Linked DNA regions of Ovis aries: region 1 is linked to region 2. The links are chromatin contacts, called in public Hi-C maps. All regions are on one chromosome and are shown on one strand. The core of a region is the stretch at or near the end of the contact, and the rest is flanking DNA. Distances in the headings are between cores, read along the strand shown.

What was found. Hi-C and Micro-C count contacts between places; a contact is called where the count stands out from the background.
Region 1: a Hi-C map of liver shows a contact between it and region 2, with 2.9 times the contacts expected there. The contact joins two enhancer-like sites. A contact is called at or near these places in 3 of 16 Hi-C or Micro-C datasets (hypothalamus, liver and tail adipose tissue).

Annotation. Positions count from the first base shown.
Region 1 is chr12:3,267,227-3,272,810 of ARS-UI_Ramb_v3.0, reverse strand. SLC45A3 (solute carrier family 45 member 3) reads left to right here. Exons shown (of 6, transcript XM_027976217.2): 6 at 1-1,396. The coding sequence ends at 106. Among named protein-coding and RNA genes, the nearest start is that of ELK4, 19 kb to the right of the region's middle. Within about 2 kb of position 3,665, at least 7 of the 54 cell types and tissues checked have an H3K27ac peak or open chromatin away from gene starts, as enhancers often do. A contact at or near this core is called in liver, where this site is marked.
Region 2 is chr12:3,100,520-3,105,304 of ARS-UI_Ramb_v3.0, reverse strand. No RefSeq gene overlaps it. Among named protein-coding and RNA genes, the nearest start is that of CDK18, 10 kb to the left of the region's middle. Within about 2 kb of position 3,189, at least 14 of the 54 cell types and tissues checked have an H3K27ac peak or open chromatin away from gene starts, as enhancers often do. A contact at or near this core is called in liver, where this site is marked.

The DNA.
Region 1 (5,584 bases), core at 2,416-4,915, 170 kb before region 2:
CGTCACTGCCTACATGGTCTCGGCGGCAGGCCTGGGTCTGGTTGCCATTTACTTTGTCACGCAGGTAGTGTTTGACAAGAGTGACTTGGCCAAATACTCTGTGTAGGGTGCTCGCCAGGCACGGAGGGCGGAGGGCCTGCCTCCCTGAGTCCAGCTCTCCCTGCTCAGCCTCCTGGGGCCGGGGCTGGTCTTGCCCTTTCCGCTGCTGCCAAAGTGGTTGGTAGGGCTCTCCACTGCCTCCCGGTGGCAGCAAGGTGCTTCTTCCCTCCCAGCCCTATGCCAGTCGTTCGGGCCGGCTGGCTTGGTTGCTCTTCAGAAGGCTTGTCTGGACTTCTCCAAGGGGAGAAGGGCAGGGCATTTAAGTAGGTCCATGCACTGGAATGCGGGACTCTGCCTGGGGATCGCCCAGGCTCAGGGTGGACAGCTGGGGTCCTGGTCAGGATATACCCAGTGAAGGGATCGGGGTAAATCCCAAATTTGAGTAAATGCAGCTGCCTGTTCTAGCACCAAGGGCCTTTATCCTGCAGGTTCTCCCATTGCCGCTCCTGCACGGGAGTTTCTACGGTGAGACTCTGCAGGATTTGCAAGTACGGAAAGGACTTGGGGGGAGCACGATCCTGAGTGGTAAAGGCAAGCTGCCCCGCCCTCCAGCACCCCCTTTCTGCTATTCCCCCTCCCCTACACTTTATTAGGACTTTGCTTGTTGGCCCCTGTGGTGCCATCACAGGGACCCTGGTCTTTAAATATTTAACTTATTTATTTAAGTAGAAGGGGAATCAAAGTGTCTAGGAGTTGGGTAGGATAAGATCCTCGGCGACTAGGTCCCCTGAGATGGTTGGTTATTGGGATGAGGGTTGCCAGAATCTCCTTCTCCTGGAGGGATTGGTCTGGCCTCCAAACTGCCTAACCTTGAGCTTGCAAACTCCACTCACCCCAACTGATACCCCAGCTCCTGGCACCTGAGGTGGGGAGGGCTAGGGAATGTGAAGGGTGGGGCTCCAGGTCTCAGCAGCCTCCCTAGAACCCCCCACCTCGTGACCCTGCCAGCCCCCAAACTCCCCCCCACTCTAGGACTGGGCCTCCAAGCCCACCTTTCCTCGCCCGCTCCACAGTCCCTTCTTTGGGGCTGTTGTGGGACCAGAAGCACAGAGTGTGGCTCTTTGAGCCTCTATCCGTCTCAGCCCCCAGGGCATATCTGTGCTTAAGAACTCTAGTGCAGAAACTCAGGAGCACCCCCTACCTGGGCTAAGGAGGTCTTATCTCTCTGGGGGTTTAAGTGCCGTTTGTAATAATGTCACGTCTTATTTATTTAGCGGAGTAAATATTTTATGCTGTATGTGAGCAATCAGAGTATAATGTTTATGGTGATGAAATTAAAGCCTTCTTCTATGTTTCACTGGTCTTTGTGTCTTTTCTGAGGGGGAAAGACCAGCCCCTGTCAAGACCGGGTCTGGGCAGCGGCAGGTCCCAGCACCGCCAGCAGGGGGAGCCACAGACCAGCACTCATCTGTCTTTTGCCTGTTGCGTTGTCCTACCCGGGGACTGGGGAGCAGCTCTGGGGGGAAGGGGAGTAAGGCACAGGGAGGGGCGCATTTTCCTTATCACAGGGCTCACAGTGTGGCCAAGAAGAGCCTCAACAAGAGGATGCCCCTAGCAGACTTAATGGTCTTTGAAAGCGTCTTTGCTTTCTGGCATTACCAGCTGTCCCAGCTCACCTTGTGTGTTTCTTGCCGTAGATCTGAAATGAGCTATTTTCTCTAAGGGCATCTGATTGACTTTTGTGGGAAAAGGTTGTTTTCCACAGTGACCATAATATTGGCATTGGGAGTACTTATTATTAGGTTGATCATTGGTATTAGGCCTTTTCTGTGGACCAAACTAGGGGAAAAAAATGTTTCACGTCAATACATGGTGAGTTTCTATCGATACTGCCTATTTAGGTTCAGGATTAGAGATTACACGTGTTTATATATATACATACATATATATTTTACTTCTCTAATTTCTACCATGCTGAAACAGAGCTCAAGGCCTGGCCTAGCATGCATGTGTATGTGTGTGAGGAGCAATAAGAGCCACTGGTCTAATGTCAGCCTTTCCGTGCCGCCAGAAATTAGAAGCTGGCCCAGAGGCATGTTCACTGTTTTTCCTGGTCCAAAGGAAATGAACTTTCTGGCTAGCCCCGCACGAGTCATCTACCTCTGTGGTTAGACTTGTTCCTATGTATTCTTCCGATGCACTTGTAAATAAAATTGTTTTCTCGGGCTTCCCTTGTGGCTCAGTGGTAAAGAATCCGCCTGCCAGTGCAGGAGACACAGGCTTGATCCCTGTGGGAAGGGAAGGAAGATCCCACATCCAAAGAGCAGCTGGGCCCGTGCACCATTAGCCTTCGCTCAAAGAACCGAGGAAGTGCACCTCCTGAAGCCTAGAGCCGAGATAAGGCCCTCTGAAATTAAAACAATCTTTTTTATATAATTTCACTTACTTATTCATTGGCTATGCTGGGTCTTTGTTGCTGCGCAGGCTTTTTCTCTAGCTGCAGTGAGAGGGGGCCGCTCTCCAGGTGTGGTCTGCAGGCCAAAGATTGTTTTCTTAATTTCAGAGGGCCTTACTAGCACAAATTTTCAATACTGGAGACCCGCTAAGCCAGCTCACAGGCTGTGAGGTCTTGTGTTGGTAGCTCTTCAGTTGTTGTTTTTTTTATATTGGATTATAGTTGATTCACAATGGTAATTCCTCAGCTTTAAACTACATTCCTCACAGAAATGCCAGCTCACTAAGAAGTACAGAAAAGGGGGAAAGAAGAAGGAAGAAAGGGGGCTCTGGAAAGAAGGAAACTGCAAGTAACCTCAAAGATACCACAAATAGGATTTACTCAGTCCTTTCCACGTGGGTCTCAGATGAGTCAAGGACACAACCTGGCCAGTGTCCTTTAAGATCATTAATTTAGATGGAAAGGAATAAGAGGTGTGATCAGGTGTGCATAGATGTATCAGGTAGGATGTACATAGAAAATTTAAGAACACGAAGCAAAGACGTTAACAGAGTTTAGAGAAAGGAAACGATTGTTGTGGAGAGAGGAGGGTCAGGCTATCCGCACCTCCCTACCTTCACCCCCCAGCGCCTGCCATCTCCCAGAACAGGATGGAGTGCTGGCTTGTGGTCTGAGCCCAGGAATTGGAGGGGGGCTGCCCCATCCTTTGTTCCTTCATGGGTCTGTCTTTCCGGCCTGGGGTGCTTCTCCCTGCAGGAACGGGAGTGGGAGGGGCGGGGGTAGGGAACACCCCCTCGGTGGGCAGCTTGGGGCTGGGGGTGCTGCTTGTGCAGCCGGGGAAAGAGCTCTTGGTTTCCAGGATCAAATTTGACTACAGCGGCCTGGCAGCTTTGTCACCGTTGGCTGGAGGGTTGTGCAGAGTTGAAACTCACTGCTACCCAACACCGTCACGAGATCTCCACACATGAGGAGGAGCATGGGGTGCCCTGGCAATCCCGCCCCTTGACTTCAGTCTGCCCTTGACTAACGCCTGACCTTTGACAAGTCATTCCACTGTGTGTATGCTGAGGGGTTAGCCAACTGTCTCTGCAGACACAGCTCTGGACTCCCGCCCTTCGTGGCTCCGTGCCACGTTCTGCTCCCCAGGATGCTGTTTAGTACCCTGCAGTGCCCAGTGACCGTTCTCTCCTTCTCGTCACACAGTCTTTGTCTACTGTCCCGTGTGCTGGACATGACGTGCACCCCAGGGCTGTGGCAATGAAGAGACACTCACTGAGCTCAGATGCAGCTGGGAGGGGGCACACCGGGAGGGCCTCCTGCCCCTTAGGGGGCTCTGTCCTGGGGAGGGGATGGCCTCTGGGAAGCGAGGTGAGGGTCCGTCCGTGGAAAGCCGCCTGGACCCCGAGACTCCCTCACAGGCGGCCGTGACTTCTCCCAGTGAGCTGAAGGGAGCGGAGCAGTGGGAGGACCCTGGGATCCTTCGCCAGGGACGGCCCCGAGGCCTGCTGAGAAGAGGGTGACTTGCCCCGGGCACACTGACGCGGGGCTGTTTCTGTGCTACTCAGTGGAAGCGAGGGGTATGGGGGAAGACTCTGCATTATCTTTGCAGCTTGTATTATTCCAATATAAAAAGTTTCTTTCTTTTTAATGTAGAAGACTTTTGATCCCTCTCACCACCTTCTAATAGGCACCCAAAAGATCTGTTAATCAACCATTACTATTCACTGACAGGTGTAAGGCACCATTGTACATGTAACTAAGGGGGTTATGAAGATATATCAAAGGTGGTCTTTGTTCTCTGTGAGTACTGAGGCTTTTCCATGGAAAAATAAAGCTTGTTCAAATGAGGTTATTTCTAATGGTGCAAGGCAGTTTGACACGTGCCAATGATACACAGGAGTACAAGGAGGATGGGGGAGAGACCACTGCCAGGAGGATGCTTTTTAAATAGGGACAGAGATTCAGTTCAGTTCAGTTCAGTCGCTCAGTCGTGTCTGACTCTTTGCCACCCCATGGACTGCAGCACGCCAGGCCTCCCTGTCCATCACCAACTCCTGGAGCCTACTCAAACCCATGTCCATCGCGTCAGTGATGCCACCCAACCAACTCATCCTCTGTCGTCCCCTTCTCCTCCTGCCTTCAATCTTTCCCAGCATCAGGGTCTTTTCCTGACTCAGTTCTTCACATCAGGTGGCCAAAGTACTGGAGTTTCAGCTTCAACATCAGTCCTTCCAATGAAAACCCAGGACTGATCTCCTTTAGGATGGACTGGTTGGATCTCCTTTCAGTCCAAGGGACTCTCAAGAGTCTTATCCAACACCAGAGCTCAAAATCATCAGTTCTTCAGTGCTCAGCCTTCTTCACAGTCCAACTCTCACATCCATACATGACCACTGAAAAAACCATAGCCTTGACTAGATGGACCTTTGTTGGCAGAGTAACGTCTCTGCTCTCTAATATGCTGTCTAGGTTGGTCATAACTTTCCTTCCAAGGAGTAAGCGTCTTTTAACTTCATGGCTGCAGTCACCATCTGCAGTGATTTTGGAGCCCCCCAAAATAAAGTCTGCCACTGTTTCCACTGTTTCCCCATCTATTTGGCATGAAGTGATGGGACCGGATGCCATGATCTTAGTTTTCTGAATGCTGAAATTTAAGCCAACTTTTTCACTCTCCTCTTTCACTTTCATCAAGAGGCTCTTTAGTTCTTCTTTGCTTTCTGTCATAAGGGTGGTCATCTCACATGCTAGTAAAGTAATGCTCAAAATTCCCCAAGCCAGGCTTCAACAATACATGAACCGTGAACTTCCAGATGTTCATGCTGGTTTTAGAAAAGGTAGAGGAACCAGAGATCAAATTTCCAACATCTGTTGGATCATCGAAAAAGCAAGAGAGTTCCAGAAAAACATCTATTTCTGCTTTATTGACTACGCCAAAGCCTTTCACTGTGTGGATCACAACAAACTGTGGAAAATTCTGAAAGAGATGGGAATACCAGACTACCTGACCTGCCTCCTGAGAAATTTGCATGCAGGTCAGGAAGCAACAGTTAGAACTGGACATGGAACAACAGACTGGTTCCAAATAGGAAA
Region 2 (4,785 bases), core at 1,940-4,439:
AAGCAATAGCCTGCACGGCAATTAGACCCCCGTAAATTACAGAGCCTGCCTGTCAGCCGGCTCGGCGCTATCTCATTAGCCCGCGTGCCAGAGACGCTACACGCCCTGCTGGGAGCCGCCCCGTTGCCAAGCGCCTGCTCCATAATTAGACACAGAGCCCCGACCTCGGCAAGGCGCCCACCCGCCCATCCTGAGGGGCAGGTGCAGGGCACGGGCGGCCCGGCTGCGAGCCCTGCTCAGGGGAAGGGAGGTCAGAGCGCAGGTCTGAGTGGAGAGTCCCAGCCCTGCTGTGACCTTGGGAGGAGGTCTGGGAAGTCCTCGGGGAAGGAAGTGAAAGGGCATGGGCCTAGGGCAGGGACCCCGCCTTCTCTCCACTGGACACCCGGTACCGGGAGCAATGGGCCAGACGGGCTTCCCGGGAGACTCTGGGCTGGAGGTGAACTCCAGGAAGGTCAGGAGGTGGTGAAGTCTTTGCTCCAGGTTTGTCTGAGAACATTTAAGCACCCAAGCCACCTAGCACGCGTGCGCGCGCACACACACACACACACACACACACACACACACACTGGTTCTCAGTCACCCGTGGGCTGGTGGGGATGGTACCTGGGGCCGGGAGAGGACTCAGGGCTGGGGCAATACGGCCCCCGGAGGCCCCTGTAGCCAGAATTACAGTAAGGGCTGGGCTGGTAGGCAGGTGCCCAAGATGGAAATATAACAAGATGTGTGTAGGAGAAATCATTCTCCAAGCCTCTTAGGGCAGAGATGAGCACACTTAATGGTCAGGAATGCTCCAGGGACGAGACAGTGGGGCTGGACACCACAGAGCTTGTGCTTTGCCAAGTGGAGGACGCAGACTCCCTGGGAAGGCAAGAGGGCCCCGAGCTGGTCCCAGCAGCTCTCTGCCCACCCCCACAAAGCCCCCAGCCTCTCTTCTAGATCCGCTTTGCACAGGTGAAGAGAGGCCCCCAGGGAGGCGTGCTGGGTGCCCGGCCTGCCCTGATGCCCACGGGTCTCCAACCAACCACGACCGCCCGCTGAAGGAGGGAGAGGACACTGCAGGTGCCCACAGCACTCGTCGTACGCGGCAGCCCAGCCCCGGAGACAGGGTGAAGCAAGAGAGGGGAGACTGCAGGGCAGGCAGCTTCCCGGGGCCTGGAGAGGGCAGCACCGTGCCCCTCGGAGTGCCCTCTTGTGCCCCCTCCCCAGCCCAAGCGGCTTGGGCCCTGATGAGTGCTGTTCCGACCTCCAGCTCCAGCAGCCCGGTTCTGACGGAAAAGGGGAGCACCGCAGAGAAAAGACGGCGAAGGGCAAGATGGCCAAAGACGGGGAGACTGAGCCGGAGCCCGGAGGGCGGGCGCGGACGGAGGTGGGCGCCGTCTGGCATCCATCAGTGAGGCATTTCGTCTTAACGGGGCACAGAGCTCAGGAACTGCCTCTGCTGAGAGAAGAGAGCTCAGACCTGGGCCTTGCCCTCCCCCAGGTGCTTCTCCCAGCTCTGACTGGCCCAGGCTGAGGCTGCCACCCACCCCGGCCCCCCCAGTCCTGACCGAGAGGACAGGAGGCTGCGGACGGCCTCAGAGGGTGACTCACACCGCTGGTCTCTGAGGCTGGCAGAGCCTGGAGCAACTCCAGGCGGGCTGTGCTCCTCCCAGCGCCCGCTCCGAGCCCCAGCTCATCAGCAGCCCTGGGCCAGGGCCCCCCTCCCACAGCGGCCCAAAGGAGCCAAGTTTCCCAGCCCAGCCTGTCCCGCCAGGCCCACTGGGAGCCCTTCGCCACCACACCTTGGGAGCCCAGCCCAGGAACCATTGTTCCCTGGAGCCATGGCTCATTTTCCTGGGGGCTCCTCCCAGTCCAGCTTCCCCTTTTCCTGCAGCCAGGGAGGGGTTGGGGCTCCCGGGTGGCCAGGTGTGGCTCGAGGAGTGGGAGGGAGCCAGGCCGACAGCAGGGGTCAGCGGGGGTCAGGAGCCAGAAGCAATCCGGACGGGCCCCGGTGTGGGGCCCCTCCTGGAGGAGTGAGGAGGAAGTGGGGGGGGGGGGTTATACTCACAATCCCTTTTACTTTGGGGGGAGCCCATGACCAGAATGGTGAAGACTGCCAGAGCCTCCCAGGAACACACCCCGTCTGCGTGAGGGAGCAGATAAGCCTGATCAGCTCAGACATACCTGGGTGATCAGTTAGGTGCAGGCCCCTACATCTGCATGAGCAAGCATGTCTGGTCAAAGCACATCTGGCTGTGTCGGGTCCGAACGGGTGAAAACAGACCTGAGAGGCCAGGCGGTGAAGATAAGTCTATCTGCGTGAACAGGTGTGGCCAGCTACAATACCTGAACACACCAGGCTGCCCCAGAGCAGACCCGAGTGCCAAACCACCTGGCAAGAGAGACCCATCTGGGGAGCCAGCTTCCGCACGTGACAGCCCGGCCTCACAGCTGGGCATCTGGCAGTGCCCACTGTGGCAAGGGGAAGGGGGGCACTGGGACGGTCGGGATCCCAGGCCCGCTGTTGGCCGCGGCGAGCTGGCCCCTGGCTACTCGGGGGTGGTAATACTACACTGCGTTTCTTCCCCAGGATCCCCTCCATTTATGAACTCACGACTCCGCTCTTAGTTAAACAGCTGGTGACTGAACCTGACCCAGTATTTACTCCTGGAGAGAGGGCAAAAGAGCAGGCGTCACCTAGGGCAGCCTGACGCCGCAGCCAGCTGGGTGCGGGGGGAGGGCCAGGGAGGGAGGCCCTGCTGTCTTTTCTTGGGTCGTTGTTGTTCAGCAGCTCAGTCGTGTCCGACTCTTTGCGACCCCATGGGCTGCAGCACGCCAGGCCTCCCTGTCCACCACCAACTACCAGAGTTTACTCAAACTCATGTCCATTGAGTTGGTGATGCCATCCAACCATCTCATCCTCTGTCGTCCCGTTCTCCTCCCGCCTTCCATCTTGCCCAGCATCAGGGTCTTTTCCAGTGAGTCAGTTCTTCGCATCAGGGAGCCCAAGTATTGGAGCTTCAGCATCAGTCCTTCCCATGAATATCTGCTTGGGCACCGGAGGGTCTTTCAGGCCACAGGTGTGCCCCCGGGCAGCCATCTCCCGCCTCCTCCTGGCTCGGGCTGGGAGGGACAGAAAGGGGACTCTGTCCCCAGGGACTGTCCCTAGGAGGGTGAGAGTCGAGTAGATAAGGGACCTCAGCCAGAAGCTGTTAGAAACCCAAACCTCTCCCTCGAGATAAGAAGGCCCCCCGGATCCTGCCCTGGACCCAGTGGGTGGGAGGCTTCCGGGGGAAGGAGCCTCCCTGCGGGAAAGCAGCCAACCTGCTTTTCTCTGGAAGGGGATGGGAAGAGGAAAGGGGGGCTGGCGAGCCTCTCAGAGGAATGAAAGCGGATGGCTCCTCAGCAACAGGGCTGGGCCACCTTCCTGCAAAGGACTCAGACCTGAGACTGAGAATCCAGGAATTTGGTGATTTCCCTGCATTAGGCACTGGAACTCCCCCTGGCACGATTAGCCATAAACCTTGAAACCGAAAACACTCAAAGGGTGAAGAATCTGTCTGCAGTGCAGGAGACCCGGGTTCGATCCCTGGGTTGGGAAGATCCCCTGGAGAAGGGAATGGCTACCCACTCCAGCATTCTTGCTTGGAGAATCCCATGAACAGAGGAGCCTGGCGGGCTACAGTCCATGGGGTTGTAAAAGAGTCAGACATGACTGAGCAACTTCACTTTTGCTTTCTTCCACTTTCACTTTCTTTCGAAACCCGATGTAATTGCCAGGTTCTTCCAGAAAGAAGAGCTGAGGGATCTCTCTTACTAGCCGGGCCTGGAGGAGAAGCCCTAGAGACAGCGCTTCAAAGGGCAGGGAGGGGGCCGAGGTGGTGGGGAGGCTTCTGAAGAAAGGAAAAGTAGGGACAGGGTTAGCAGCCAGTGTGTACTCCTGATGGGAACTTGCTTTACAGGCGCCTGTTATGTGTCAGGCACCCTGTGCAGATCAGAATTAATGCTCGTGATGACAGTAAGTGGACATTATTATCCCACTTTACAGATGAGGAAACCGAGGCTTATAAGTGGTCAAGTGACTTTGCTGGTCCCTAGTGAGTGAAAGCGTTAGCCTCTCAGTCATGTCCAGCTCTTTACAATCCCATGAACTGTAGCCCCTCAGGCTCCTCTGTCCACGGAACTCTCCAGGCAAGAATATTGCAGGGGGTAGCCATTCCCTTCTCCAGGGGATCTTCCCAATCCAAGGATGGAACCTGGGTTGCTTGCATTGCAGGCAGATTCTTTACTGTCTGAGCCACCAGGGAAGGTCCCCAGTGAGAGGCAGGGCTGAATACAAATCCAGGTCTGAGTCCAGAGCCCATGTGTCTTCTGCAATGCTACATTGCTCAAACCAGGCTGCAGACGCCCTCCAGACACCAGAGCCCAGCATAGGGCAGGTCAAGCCAGGGGAGGGAGTCCCAGCCACAACCTCAGGGTGCCCACACTCAGAGGTCATGCTCCCAGCAGCCCCCAGAGACCGCCCATCAGAGGCAGCACCACTCAAGAGAAGAACACAGGCTCTAGCCTTAGAAAAATCTGGATTCACATACCACTCACTGGGCTTCCCTCATAGCTCAGCAGGTAAAGAATCTGCCTGCAACACAGGAGACGCATGTTTGATCCCTGGGTCAGGAAGATCTCCTGGAAAAGGAAATAGCAACCCACTCCAGTATTCTTGCCTAAAAGAGGAGCCTGGTGGGCTACAGTCGAAAGGGTCAGAGAGAATTGGACACAACTGAGTGACTGATCACTGCTCATTAGCTT